2 separate regions of the Sus scrofa genome follow, and region 2 is linked to region 1. A link is a contact called in public HiChIP or PLAC-seq data. All regions are on one chromosome and are shown on one strand. The core of a region is the stretch at or near the end of the contact, and the rest is flanking DNA. Distances in the headings are between cores, read along the strand shown. Region 1 holds the start of TMEM35B (transmembrane protein 35B). Region 2 holds the start of SFPQ (splicing factor, proline- and glutamine-rich).

Region 1 (6,751 bases), core at 4,246-6,745:
CTGGCCAGCCTACTTCTCCAGCACCCTGCCTTTCCTGCAGCTGCCGGGTGGGCCCTACAACCAAGCTTGTGGGGCCCTGTAGCTGCTAATCAGCTTACAGGCCAAGCCTTGATAAACAAGAGACTTCATGCCAGCTGAGAGGTTTTACTTAAAGTCCTGGTTGGAGACAGGCTGGCTGTGGAATCCTGGAAGGGGTAGAGATGGTAAGAGGCCAGGATCCTAGGGTTTCCAGGCTCTACTTTCGAGGGCTTCAAAATTTTCATGCTGAGGGGCAATTCTGTGAAGTAGTGCAGATTTAATCATACTGGCTCAGTCACCCCATCTACCTTCAAGGTAAAGAGAGCAGGGGTGCCATGCCTGCCCACTTCCAACTTTGGCAGCTGGTGCTTTGGAAAGTGTGGGTTCTGGAGTCAGTCAGGCCTTAATTCTAACCTCAGGTAACATATAGGCACTTGTTTTCTGAATCCATTTTCTCATCTGGAGAACAAACAGTTATTTAATGACAAGCACTATTTAATAGCATTTACTGATGAGCATTTATTATGTGCCAGGCATTACTTAAGCACTTTAACTCCTAAATCTTCACAAATCTTAATGAAATATTTGCCATTATTATCCATATTTTGCAAATAAGCTAGTAAGTAGCACTATCTACCCTTCTTTGCTGACCACTTGACCAGTGTGGGTAAATCTTAACTATTCTAAGTCCATCTTGGGAATCCCATTTTTCTTGCCAGTGACTGGTCTAAGAATGGAAATGTGACAGTTCTACACAGTGGGATATGAGGGGGAAATCTAGGGGTCTTTTTTTGTCTTTTTGCCTTTTCTTGAGCCGCTCCTTCGGCATATGGAGGTTCCCAGGCTAGGGGTCCAATCGGAGCTGTAGCCGCTGGCCTACACCAGAGCCACAGCAACGCGGGATCTGAGCCGCATCTGCAACCTACATCACAGCTCACAGCAACGCCGGATCCTTAACCCACTGAGCAAGACCAGGGATCAAACCCGCAACCTCGTGGTTCCTAGTCGGATTCGTTAACCACCGTGCCACGACGGGAACTCCTAAGGGTCTTTTAAGAGAGATTTCCCCTCTCTTTTCACCTTTGAATATTATGTGCAAATGTGCTGTCTGGAGCTGCTGCAGCTATTTTGTAACCCCAAGGGCAGTAGTCAATAAATTAAAAGCAGCAGAGCACAAACCTGAAAGAATATCAGTCCTTGATGTCAACATAAAGCAGCCAAAATACTCCTTGAAAATGAAGCTATGTTATCTCTTGACCTCTAATGTGAGATTAAAAGTGTCCTTATTGTTTTGATACTCTGTGTATGTAGTATTCATACGCTACTATATATAAATATATATATACATACATACATATATATACACACACACACTTACTATAGATAGATTGCATCACTGTGCTTTCAGATACAAGAAGCCCTAAGAGTGCCAACCTGACTGAGGTTTCAAGTGTCAGAGCAGAAATGCCCATTCCGTAGTAAAGAGGAAATGGAGTAATATACATAGATTCTTTCACTCCTGTGGGCTCCCAAAAGCCACTGTCCCTACCCCAAAAAGCAATGCGTAGGCTAGTGGCTGGTGTATTTGCATAAAACAAAAGAATTCTTTTTTCTTCACTATGTTTCTTATGGGAGGCACATCACCTCCCAAAAGACTGCTACTGAGGTGAAGATGGTTGGTGAAGTGATAGCAGGTACCCTAACATGGTCACTTTCCCTGAGAATTGTCACACACACACACACACACACACACACCATTCTGACAACTGTCTAGGACCTCTGGGATTCACCCCAGGTTTCCAGCACTGCTTTAACACACAGCATCCCTTGGAGTTGGCTGTCTCCTGCCTCCAGGTAGGTGTCCAAGGAGCACTGCACTGAGTGCCCTGGCAGTTTCAGGCCTTGTAAAACAACAGTTTGATGCCCACCTTTGTTAGCCCCTGCAATTCTAAAATGCATGAGATAAAAAGGAACGGGAGGGAAAACCTCATGTGGTTCAGAAGGGCACAGGCAGAAGCAGATGTACTCAATACTCCGCCATGCTCAATGGGGACATTCTAAGCATGTAACAGAAACCTTTAAAATGTGCATGCTTTTTGAACCAGCACCCTCACTTCTAGGGAAAGAAAATAAGTATGCAAAGGTGATTCACTGTGAGGTTTACAACAGCAAAAAATCGGGAACAGTACAAATGTTCCTTAGTGGGAACTCGTATAAATACATTATGGTACATCCTTACAACGGACTACTACACAGCCATTAATATCAATGAGGGAAAAGAGACATGGAATGGTATTACAATGTATTAGGTTTAAAAAGCAGGTAATAAAGTCAAATATAAACTCTCATTTTCATTAAACAATATCTAAATAAAGGCACAGAAAAAAGTTGGAAGGTACAGTTACACAAAGGAATTGAAAGTAGTTACTTGGGGCATTAAAATTTTGGGTGATTTACACTTACTATTTTCAAATGACATGAGGAATGCTGGAATGTGTAACACGTACCCCTCAAAAAAGAGCGGTAACCATCTAAGCGAGAAAGCAGGGCCAGGTAGACCAGATGTCTACTTCAACACTGGCCGACCTTGGTAGTATTGGCAATGAGGTGGCACTCTTGTCTTCCACCATGTTCCTGCTTTGACAGTGACATGGCATGAAGAGGCAAGAGACACTCTACTCCCAGGAGTCCTTGAATTCACTGGGAGAATTCTTCCTAGTAGGTCTGAACATCTTTTTAGTTTAGACTAAGAGCTAGCAGATATCCAGCAGCAGCAGGAGCCCCAGGCAGATGATGGCTGGGATGCAGGTGTTCAGTGACTCTTTCAGAGATGCCAAAGTGAAGATGGCCCCTAGAATGGAAAATGAGGTCCCTGAGGCTCCCCCCTGGGTGTGCCCAGGAGATTCAGGGGCTCAGAGCCCTCCAGCCAAGGCTGACCCACTCCAGCTTAAGCCCTCTCTTGAACACTCCCCTCCCACATACATACCCAAATACCCTCAACTAGCTGCATTCATCTCTCTCAGAGAAAGCAGAACCAGAAATCAGAAGTTTCTTGAACGTAGCCCCCTCTCAGTTGGCAAGAAAGAAACAGGAACAATCCAACCAAATAGGTTAGGTAGGTGAGTAGGTGGGAATTTTGGAACAAATTCTCCCTGATCCTTCTCCTTTCTCAATCCTAGTGGAAGGAAGGAGGCCCAGGAGTTGGTGGTGGAGGTGCAGGAAAGATCTGGAAATGAGGGAAGCTACAGAGATGGAAAGAAAGCCTGGAAGAAGGGCAGTGGTGGCAGAAGCAATAGTGACTTAAGGCCAGAGGAAACGGAAGCGCCTGAAGATGTCTAGCCTTCGAAGCAGCAGCTGTCTTTGTACATCAGCAGTTCCTGTGGGCAGAGTTGCTATGAGGGGGCCCTCTAGGAATGCCGGCCACAGGGAAATTCTCTGCCTTTCTGTTCAGGGGGCCCAGATTCCTTGCTCTCTGTTCCCACCTGCCAGACACATGAGTCCAGTGGCAGCTGCTACTCCATCCCCTCATTTCAGGGTAGAGGTGAAAAGAAAGGGGTAGGGGCTTTTAATTTACAATATATTATAATGAAAATACCATGCAGCCAATAGAATTGATGACAAAGTATATTTGACAAAGTGTTAGATTAGGTTTAAAAAGAAACTGTCCTAATCTGAAGGCCTTGGAAACTGCAGTAGAGCAGGAAACTGCAATAGAGCAGGAAGTGCTTCTGGTTTCAGAGAAAAAGGATTGCAACAGTAAAGAGAACAGCCAGAATTTTGTGTCACCCTTCCCAAGAAGTCCCCATTTCACCAGCCCAGGTGCAGCCCCCTTACCCATCATGAGCAGAGTCAAAAGCAAGTTACTGATCTCTTGCAGCATCGGTGGGCCCAGGACCAGCAGCAACCCAGCCAGCAGTTCCAGCCAGCCCACAGCTACTTGGTAGCTCATGGGATCTGGCTGGTAGCCGAACACCTTCAGTGGAAACACCTCAGCGAACTGCACGAACAGAGCTTTCTAGAGATGGCAGGGAATGCCTGTCAGCCACAGTCACCAAGGATCCACTCCCCAGGTGCTCCACAGGGGCACTCTGTCCCAGTGCCCTTGACTCCCCTAGCAAAGAAGTCACTACTCTAGGCCAAGTCCAGGGCTGAAGTCAGCCAGCCTGGAAAGGACAGGGCCTCCCGAGGGAGCAGAGCTTTGGGATCAGGGATAGGCTTTATGCTCCAAGAAGGGCTGAATGGTGGTACAGAGATGGACTGATTTTCTCACCAGGTTACAACCCAGCCCCAAATCCCAGGAAGGGGAAGCGAGACTTGGGCCTTCTCATCTAGGACCAAGGCCTTTGGGACGCCACAGCTTCTCTTCCTTGCCTGGCCTGGTTTCTCTTCAGGCTAGCATGCAGGGGATATTTGGAGATGAGGAAGAGGATGGAAGGGAAGGTTGTTCCTTAAACAGATTTCACTCAGTATCAGATGCTGGGACTTGGATCTCATGTCAGTTGCTAGAAGGGGAGTTGAGGGTGTCAAAGTGAGTGACTCATCTCACTGAGTCAAACTCTGTCCTGGGCCACATCTCAATCCTCAGGTTGGCTACCTTTTCCTGCTCCCCCATTTCAGCTCTACCTCCTGTACCCAGGGTTGTAAGGAAAAAACTCTGTCTGGCTCTGAGGATGTCCTTCCCCAAACAACCCACCACCCTAAGCCAAGAAGGAGGAGGAGAATCCAGGCCTGGGAGAGGGAGGCTGGCAGGCCTAGAAGTGGGGCTTATCTGAGGGGCTGGACAGACTGACAGACATAAGGACAGGAAAGCTTTCTTGAGAGTGTGCAACTAGACGGAAAGCTGAAGGGCAACTTCTACACTTCCCTCTCTGGATTCAAAGTCAGGATTTGGTTCCTGTTTCCAGAGTGGCCTGCAACCTTTAGCAGATACACTTCACATTCAGAGCGGGTTTCCTATCCTGCCAAGCGGGGGTTAAAAAACCCCTGCCTCATGAACCTCCCAAGAATGGAAGCAAACGAAGGCGGGCAAGCAGGTCCCACTCCCTCCCCCTGGGTCCTGCTCGGGTTCCAGATTTGCCTGAGGCCACCAACGCCCTTGTGGAAAATCCAGAGAGGAACTGCCCAGGAAGAGGCCCACGTCTAAGTCGCGGTCCGGTGCTCTCTCCCAGCCCGGGCCTGAAACCAGGCGGGTCCGCGAGGCGCGGGGCCGGGGCTGGCAGGGCGCCGGGGTCACGGCCGGGGTTGCAGAGCCCGCCGCCGCCGCCGCCGCCGCCGCGCATGGCCGATCCCCCCGCCCAACCGCCCACGCCGCGCCGCTCACCATCTGCTCCGACACCGGAGCGGAGATCTGCCCCGAGAGCTTTGCTGTCCCCGTGAGCGCGAAGAAGCCGCCCAGAAGGACGCGCAGAGCTGCAAGCGGGAGCGCCATGGCCGCGCAGGCCTCCCAGACGGCGCCCGCCCCCGGGCAGGCCCCGCCGCAAACCCGCCCCCTGCCGCCCGTAGGAGTCCTCCCTCAGCGGCGGCCCGAAGATCTGCGCTAGAGCCTCCCGTCCTCACCTTACTGGGCGGGTGCCTCCCGCTTTTGACCCAGCACGGGCTGCGGGAGGAAAAGGAGCTTGGGCGGGGACACCCATTGCACAGATGGGGACACCGAGGCTCACTTGCTCTTAATTGACTAAACGGGCCCTCTGAATTCAGGGACAGTCTCCCAGCCAGTATGGACTGGGTAGAACCAAACATGGGTACCTGGACGCAGCTTGCAGAAGAGTTCGGTTATAATCAAAACACCTAACTTCAGTGGGCCTCAGTGTCTACATCTGTAAATGGGGATAATGTCGATCTGAGCCTGGAGCAGGCCTAGCACAATGCCTGGCACATGTAAGAACTCAAAAGAGTTATTTGTAAATTAGTAAATTTATAAAATTATTAGGAATAAATCAGTAACGAGTAATTAAATTTGTCAGTAGAGAGGCTTTGGTTGAACAAACCCTACAGGCCACTCCTGGCCCGTCTGTTCTTACCTGGAGATCTACCTAGACCTAGATGACCAATACGACAAACTCGGTCAGCTCTCTGGGTTTTTTTACTCCTTCCCCCTCCCCCAGCTAACGATGTATTTGTTTACATTTTTTAATTATATATATATATATTTTTTTTTTTTTTTTTTTGCCATTTCTTGGGCCATTCCCTAGGAATATGGAGGTTCCCAGGCTAGGGGTCAAAGAGGAGCAATGCTGGATCCTTAACCCACTGAGCGAGGCCAGGGACTGAACCCTCAACCTCATGGTTCCTACTCGGATTCATTAACCGCTGAGCCACGATGGGAACTCCAATGATAAAAAATTTTTATGGAAGCTTTCATAACACATGAAAATTACATGTAATTCATTTTTCAGTGGTCATAAATAAGTAGTTTTATTGAAAGACAGCCACATTCATTTGTATATAGTCTGCAGTTGGCTGCTTTTGTGCTGTAAACACAGAACTGAGTGTTCTCACCTTACGGCCTACAAAGCCTAATATATTCACTACCCTGGCCTTTTATGAAAAAGGTTTGCCAAGCCCCGATCTAGAGAGCCAGAGAGGATCTTTAGAGGGGTCTCAAACTCTCCCCTGCTTCCACTTCCTGTTAGCAGGGCTGCTTGGACTTCGTTTTCTACCTACCTGCAACTTGCTGGGTAGGTAGCTGGCTGGCTGAAGACTGAAATGTCCCATGTGCTTCTAAAGGCCAAGC
Region 2 (7,224 bases), core at 1,673-4,172, 170 kb after region 1:
TTCATATATGCCACAGGTTTGGCCCTAAAAAAACCAAACAAAAAAGGATACACTGATTCAAAACTGCTAACTTTATAAGCCTAGAGTTCCTAATTAAGCATTTCCATTTTGAAGAATTTCGTGTATTTTAAGCAAACTTGAAAAACTACTATAAACAAGTTCTTGTTCATTCTCAAAAACTGTCCCAAAGTTTAATCAATCTTACTTTTGATACATTGGATTCTTCTGCGCAAGTTTTTCAGGAAGACCATCTTCGTCATCTAACTGTTCAAGTGGCTCCACAATGACTGGACGAGGAGTTCTAACAACAAAAATGGTTCCATCTTAACTTTTGTTCCTATTTTAGTGCAGTTTCCTCATACAGATCAATAAATCAAAATTGCCAGAATAAGCATTAAAAAAAACTTACGTTGTCAGTAAGAAAACACCTTCACTGCATCTTTCAAATGCTTTTCTTGCTGCTGGTTTAGAAGCAAATTCTACAATGCCTTTCCCGGTAGATCTTCCACGATCATCCACAATTACAACAGCCCTTTCAATAGGACCAAACTGGCTAAAGGCTTCTTCCAACAGTTCATTGGAAACATAAGGTGAAAGATTTCGAACAGAAAGGGCAGCAGCATGTGTGGCAAATCGAACCCGAAGCTGTCTACCTCTCATCGGTGTATCATCAAGTTCAGCTTTAGCAATTTCAGCCAAAGCTCTAGATTCCTGAAAGACATACATTCATGTTAATGACCTCAAAACTGGCTGATATCCACCCTAAAATTGTCGCAAGCCTATTTCCCAATACGATTCTTCCACCAGCTCAGTTCAACTATCTCCAGGCAGCCCTTCCTGACATTGCTCTAGGGAGGTAAGGTAAATACCTTACCAACCCAACTCCTTGTTTCTTGAGAAACCAACATTACGCACTATACTGCAGTTGCATCCTTAATTTGAGCATGATAAAAAATTCTAAAAGCAATTTATCCTTGCTGGTTAGTTTAAAATACAGTATGTTTGTATTAGGAAAAAACAAAACCCTTTAAATTACACCAAAAAAAAAAAAACCCCCACAAAAACAAATAACCACACTCACAAGCTTAATAAATCCGAATCCTTTCCCTTTGTTGATGAAAACTTCTCCCGGTTCTCCATATTTAGCAAATAGTCTTTTAAATTCATCCTCTGTGATATCAGCAGGTAGATTCCCAACAAACAACCGACAACGTTGGGTATAAGTTTTCTCTCCAGGCCTCCTCAAGAGAGACAAGTTGGCTTTAAAACCCTAATGAAAAAAAAGGTATTTTCAGACACCAATGACCTCTGGAAAATAGGAAAACCCAGTAATAATCTTTTTTCCCCAAACTGGATGTTACCAATCCAGTCGCTTTTCTGTTCCATTTAAAAACAAAAAATGCTACTACATTTACGGGTTTCATGACACAACTACAATCCTAACAGCAAACAGCCAAAATCACCCAGTATACTCTTGAAATCGAATAGGAAGACCTCCCTAGATTAAGCTCTATAACAGGACCTCATCAGCCGTATGCCGAGTATCCCCGACAGAATCAAAATCGTAGCAGACAAAACATAAGAGAGTGCTTAAGTATTAACAAGAAGGGAAAGGGACGGAAGTGTCATTGTCAACGACAAGACTTGCGCCTGCGCGCTTAGGACCGGAACTCCCTCCATCTCTCCAATCCTACATTTCACTCTGCTCTGGTTCCAAAAGTCCGCTAGTTTCAATACGGCGCACCATAGCTTAGCATCACCTTAAGGCCACCCCCGCGACTGCTGCGCCAGTCGGGTGGCCAACCACAGGGGCCTGCTAGCGGACCCACGCCATCCGCCTCCCGCTCCGGCAGCCGGCCCCGCCCCTCCTCGTCTCCCGCGCGCAGGCGCTCTTTCCGGTCTCCGACAAAATGGAGGGCGGGGAGGGGAAGGGAAGGGAAAAGAGGGGGCCGCCGCCATCTTAGAGAAACCGACGCGTAGGTCTGGGAGACACTCACCTCCGAGTCCGAGATCTTTTCCTCACTGCGGCCGCCGGGCCCGCCCGGTGGTGGCCCTTGGTGGTGCTGCTGGTGGTACGGCGGGTGGTGCTGCCGGCCGCCGCGGGGCTCCCCACCGCCTCGGTGCGGCGGTTTGGCGTGGCCGCCAGGGGTGCTTAGGCCCGGGCCGCCGCCGGGCTTCGGCCCGCCTGGCATTTTGCCGCCTTTGGGGCCGCCAGGTCCCGGGCCCTGCTTAGGTCCGGGGCCTGGGCCCCCTGCGGGTGGAGGAGGCGGGCCCCCAGCCTGAGGCGGGGTGGTGGGGACACCGCCGCTCGGCGGCGCAGGCGGAGGTGCCCCGGGGGGCGCCGAAGTGACGGCCGGCGGCGGGGTCGGGGTGGGGCCCGACCCCGTGGGGGCCCCGGAGGTCGGGGGGGTGGCGGGCGGCGCCGAACCAGAAGCCGGGGGAGCGTTGCCTACTCCGGGAGCCGGGCCGGGCCCCTGAGAAACGACGGGCTTGGACGAGTCCTGTGGAGGCGGCGGCGGCTGCTGATGCGGCGGTGGCTGGTGCGGCGGCGGCTGAAGCGGCGGCGGCTGCTGTGGTGGCGGCTGCTGCGGCGGCGGCTGTTGCTGTTGCTGGTGCGGAGGCGGTGGCGGGATCGGGGGCTTGGGACCACCCTGGCCCGGGCCGGGCCCCATAGGTCCGCGGTTCTGATTGAGGCCCATGCCTGGCGGCGGGGAGCGGAAATCGTGGAGGCCGCCGCGGCCGCCGCCCCCTCCGCGCCGGTGGAAGCCGCCACCGCCACCGCCCCGGCTTCGGAACCGATCCCGAGACATGTCTGTAACCAAGGGGCGGTCGAGGCAGAAGCGGAGAAGACGTTCAGGAAACGTGGAGGCCACCTTGCTTCTCACAAGATGGCGGATGACACAGGCGGCGCGCCGCCTTTGTCCTCCTCTTATATAGGCCGGCTGGCTTGGCCCCGCCTACTTCTGGATCAATAGCAGCAATAGCCAATTGCAATTACTGTACTTGATGACGCTAAGTTACGAGGAGTTAATCTTTCCTATTGGCTCCCGGATGAGAGGCGGGAGGCATGGAGTGGCTGAAGTTTCCAGTAAGCCAATGGGCGGAAAAGGAGTTGGCTGTAGGTGACGGTGATTTGCTGAGAGATATTTGAATGGGTTCGCCGGAGCAATTTTTCCCTTGGAAGCAGATAGCCAGGGCCCTATCAGCTCCTGGGGAGAGATGTTAGCAAGTCCTTTCTTTCTTGATTGCCCTTAAGAGCAGCCTGCTGATATCCTCCCCCAGAAAGAACCTACAGCCTCCAGCTCAAAAGCATAAATTAAGTGCCTGCTATCTTTTCTACCTTGTGCTGGGCCCATAAATTTAGAGAAAAATTTTTTTTTACCGATTTCGCACACTTGATCTTACTGATTTCATTTTGGAATCTCACTGGAGTACTGGTTTGTTCTAGCAGTAAAAGTGTCGCCATGGGCTTTAGTGATTGCTCTTTGTTCAAAAAGAAAGGCCTTGATTTTGTGTGTATACACTAATTTACAAACACATCACAGGAAGAAATGAACGTTTTTCTTAATTCTACAAACCACAAAACACTTTATGGACAGATTAAGATGCTTTAAAACTAGATTATTAATACAAAACAAATGAATCTTTCCACAGAAAAGAAACTCATGGACTGGAAGAACAGACTTGTGGTTGCCTAGGGGAAAGGGGAGGGAGGGAGGTGGACTGGGAGTTTGGGGTTAATAGATGCAAACTATTGCATTTGGAGTGGGTAAGCAATGAGATGCTGCTGTATAGCACAGGCAACTATATCTAGTCACTTGTGATGGAAATGATGGGGGATAATGTGAGAAAAGAATATGTATATATATATATATGTATTACTGGATCACTTCACACAGTAAAAATCGACAGAACACTGTATAGCAACTATAACAGAAAAAAAAAAATCATAAGAAATGTTTAAAAATGCAAATCAGGAGTTCCCGTCGTGGCTCAGTGGTTAACGAATCCGACTAGGAACCATGAGGTTGTGCGTTGGATCCCTGGCCTCGCTCAGTGGGTTAAGGATCCAGCGTTGCCCTGAGCTGTGGTATAGGTCGCAGACACAGCTCATATCCTGCGTTGCTGCCTCTCTGGTGTAGGCGGGTGGCTACAGCTCCGATTAGACCCCTAGCCTGGGAATCTCCATATGTTGCAGGTGTGGCCCTAGAAAGGCAAAAAGACAAATAAATAAATAAATAAATTTTTAAAAAATGCAAATCAGAAAAATAAAAACATAAAATTACAATATTGAATTATCTATACATATCAACGAAGGGGCAGAATCCAACTACTTTGAAGAGCATAAGCCATTTCCCTTGATACCTCTCTTAATGTCATCTATGGACCTTTGGGTGGATAATTCCTCCCTCAATAAATATTAGCTTATGACTCATTGTCGTCCTTTCTGATTCTGTTCATCACTTGACATCTATGTTCTCTACCTCCTCACCTCCAACAATCTCTTTACATCCTATATCAGCTATCCCACCCACATCATAGTTAATCCTATGTTATTGCCACAACATTCCTAAAAAGCACTATTTCAAACATCTCAACTGTCTGACATAGTAACTCTGATTTTTTTTTTTTTTTTTGTCTTTTTTGTTGTTGTTGTTGCTATTTCTTGGGCCGCTCCCTCGGCATATGGAGATTCCCAGGCTAGGGGTTGAATCGGAGCTGTAGCCACCGGCCTACACCAGAGCCACAGCAACACGGGATCCGAGCCGCGTCTGCAACCTACACCACAGCTCATGGCAACGCCAGATCGTTAACCCACTGAGCAAGGGCAGGGATCGAACCCGCAACCTCATGGTTCCTAGTCGGATTCGTTAACCACTGCGCCACGACGGAAACTCCAGTAACTCTGATTTTTTGACCTCATCAAAACCTGCAAACCATTAACTGTATCACTTTTTCATTATCTCTCATATTCTTATATTTATAACTTGTGTCACCCATTTATTTTTTGTTTTCATGTTTTAATGGCTGCACCTGAAGCATACGGAAATTCCCAGGCCAGGGATTGAATCTGAGCCACAGCTGCATCCTACTGTGGCAATGCCAGATCTTGTAACACACTGTACTGGGCAAGGGATCAAACCTGCTCCTCTGCAGCAACCTGAGCTGCTGAGTCAGGTTCTTAACCCACTGCGCCACAACGGGAACTCCCTATTACCTACTTTAGATGTTATAATTGCCACAAATCTTGGTTTGTTGGTTTTTTTTTGCCATTTCTTGGGGCGCTCCCTCGGCATATGGGAGGTTCCCAGGCTAGGGGTCTAATTGGAGCTGTAGCCGCCAGCCAATGCCAGAGCCATAGCAACTCAGGATCCAAGCTGCGTCTGCAACCTACACCATAGCTCATGGCAACGCCAGATGTTTAACCCACTGAGCAAGGGCAGGTATCGAACCCCCAACCTCATGATTCCTAGTCGGATTCGTTAACCACTGAGAAAGGGCAGGGATCGAACCCGCAACCTCAAGGTTCCTAATCGGATTTGTTAACCACTGCGCCACGACGGGAACTCCCCACAAATCTTGTTTTTTTTCTCACCTGCTAAAACTCCAAGTCTGGTGGGACCAAACAATTCACCTTCTATATACGTATAGCTATGTCACTTTAATGTACAGCAGAAATTAACAACATTGTAAATCAGCTATACGTCGGTAAAAATTAAAAAAAAAAAAAAAGGAGTACCCATTGTGGCGAAGCAGAAACCAATCCAACTAGTATCCTCGAGGATGTGGGTCCAATCCCTGGCCATGCTCAATAGGTTGGGGATCCGGTGTTGCAGTGAACTTTGGTGTAGGTCGCAGAGGCAGCTCAGATCCTGTGTTGCTAGGGCTGTGGCAGAGGCCTGCAGCTGTAACTCAGATTCAACCCCTAGCTTGGGAACTTCCATATGGTGCTGGTGTGGCCCTCAAAAGCAAAAAAAAACAAAAAACAAAAACAAAAAAAAACAAATTTGGACTGTTCCCATTGCAGCTCATCCATGAAGATGTGGTTTGATCCCTGGCCCCACTCAGCAGATTAAGGATCCAGTGTTGCTACAAGCTGTGGCGAAGGTTGCAGATGTGGCTTGGATTCTCTGTTGCTGTGGCTGTGGCCCAGGCCTGCAGCTGCAGATTTGATTTGACCCCTAGCCCTGGAACTTCTGTATGCCACAGGTGTGGCCTTAGAAGGAAAACACAAACAAAATTCACCTTTTTTTTTTTCTTAAGGCCACACTCCCGGCATATGGAGGTTGCCAGGCTAGGGGTCAAACTGGGGCTACAGCTGCCAGCCTACACCACAGCCACAGCAACGCAGGATCTGAGCCACGCAGGTGACCTACACCATAGCTCACAGCAATGCCACATCCTCAACACACTGACTGAGGCCAGGGATTGAACCCAAATCCTCATGGATACTAGTTGGATTCGTTTCTGCTGTACCACAACGGGAACTCCAAAAATTCACCTTCTTTAGGAGTTCTGTCGTGGCGCAGCAGAAACAAATCTGACTAGGAACCATGAGGTTGCGGGTTCGGTCCCTGCCCTTGCTCAGTGGGTTGAGGCTCTGGTGTTGCCATGAGCTATGGTGTAGGCTGCAGACATGGCTCAGATCCCACGCTGCTGTAGCTGTGGTGTAGGCCGGCAGCTCCAGCTCCAGCTCCGATTGGACCCCTGGCCTGGGAATCTCCATATGCCGTGAGTGGGGCCCTAAAAAGCAAAAACAAAAACAAACAAAAATTCACCTTCTTTAACAAGGGCTGAGGCTTTACATTTTGACCACCAGCCTCCAAAGGCATTAGATTTTTCCTGGCAATCTTACTAAATTACTAAAATTACTAAATTTCTCCAGTATGTTCACTTTTCCTCTTTCTGATATGGTATTTTTCTTGCTCTCTCTGTTCAAATTCCTACATCCTCTTCTCTTCCTCCACCACAACTAACGACTTCTCCTCATGAGAGAAAATAAAAGAAAGAAAATAAAAATTTATCAGAGGAACATTCACATCTAACTGGAATCCACAACTACTCGTATCTGCGTACCTCTTCTCTGACTTCCTTCATGATACCGTAAAAGATGAGTCTCGGCTCTGCCCCCAGAGACGGGCAAACCCCCCACCCCCGAGTGCTATAGATCTCACACACCTACCCCCAATGCCTTCTTACAGACTTTTCCTTGTGTATCATCAG

The links. HiChIP or PLAC-seq counts read pairs in DNA pulled down with a chosen protein or histone mark.
Region 2: a contact with region 1 is called in an H3K27ac HiChIP or PLAC-seq map of alveolar macrophages. The contact joins the promoter of SFPQ here to the promoter of TMEM35B in region 1. A contact is called at or near these places in 1 of 47 Hi-C or Micro-C datasets (fetal skeletal muscle) and 1 of 2 datasets of contacts at active chromatin or transcription factors (alveolar macrophages).

Annotation. Positions count from the first base shown.
Region 1 is chr6:91,232,510-91,239,260 of Sscrofa11.1, forward strand. TMEM35B (transmembrane protein 35B) reads right to left here and starts at 5,496. Exons shown (of 3, transcript XM_021095886.1): 1 at 5,339-5,496; 2 at 3,853-4,033; 3 at 2,307-2,869. The coding sequence starts at 5,446. The coding sequence ends at 2,772. It overlaps ZMYM6 (zinc finger MYM-type protein 6), which reads right to left. Exons shown (of 15, transcript XM_021095881.1): 15 at 6,414-6,751. It overlaps LOC110261138 (platelet-activating factor receptor-like), which reads right to left and starts at 907. Exons shown (of 2, transcript XM_021095872.1): 1 at 1-907.
Region 2 is chr6:91,405,314-91,412,537 of Sscrofa11.1, forward strand. It overlaps SFPQ (splicing factor, proline- and glutamine-rich), which reads right to left and starts at 2,923. Exons shown (of 11, transcript XM_021095898.1): 1 at 1,998-2,923; 2 at 1,082-1,270; 3 at 410-711; 4 at 206-301. The coding sequence starts at 2,810.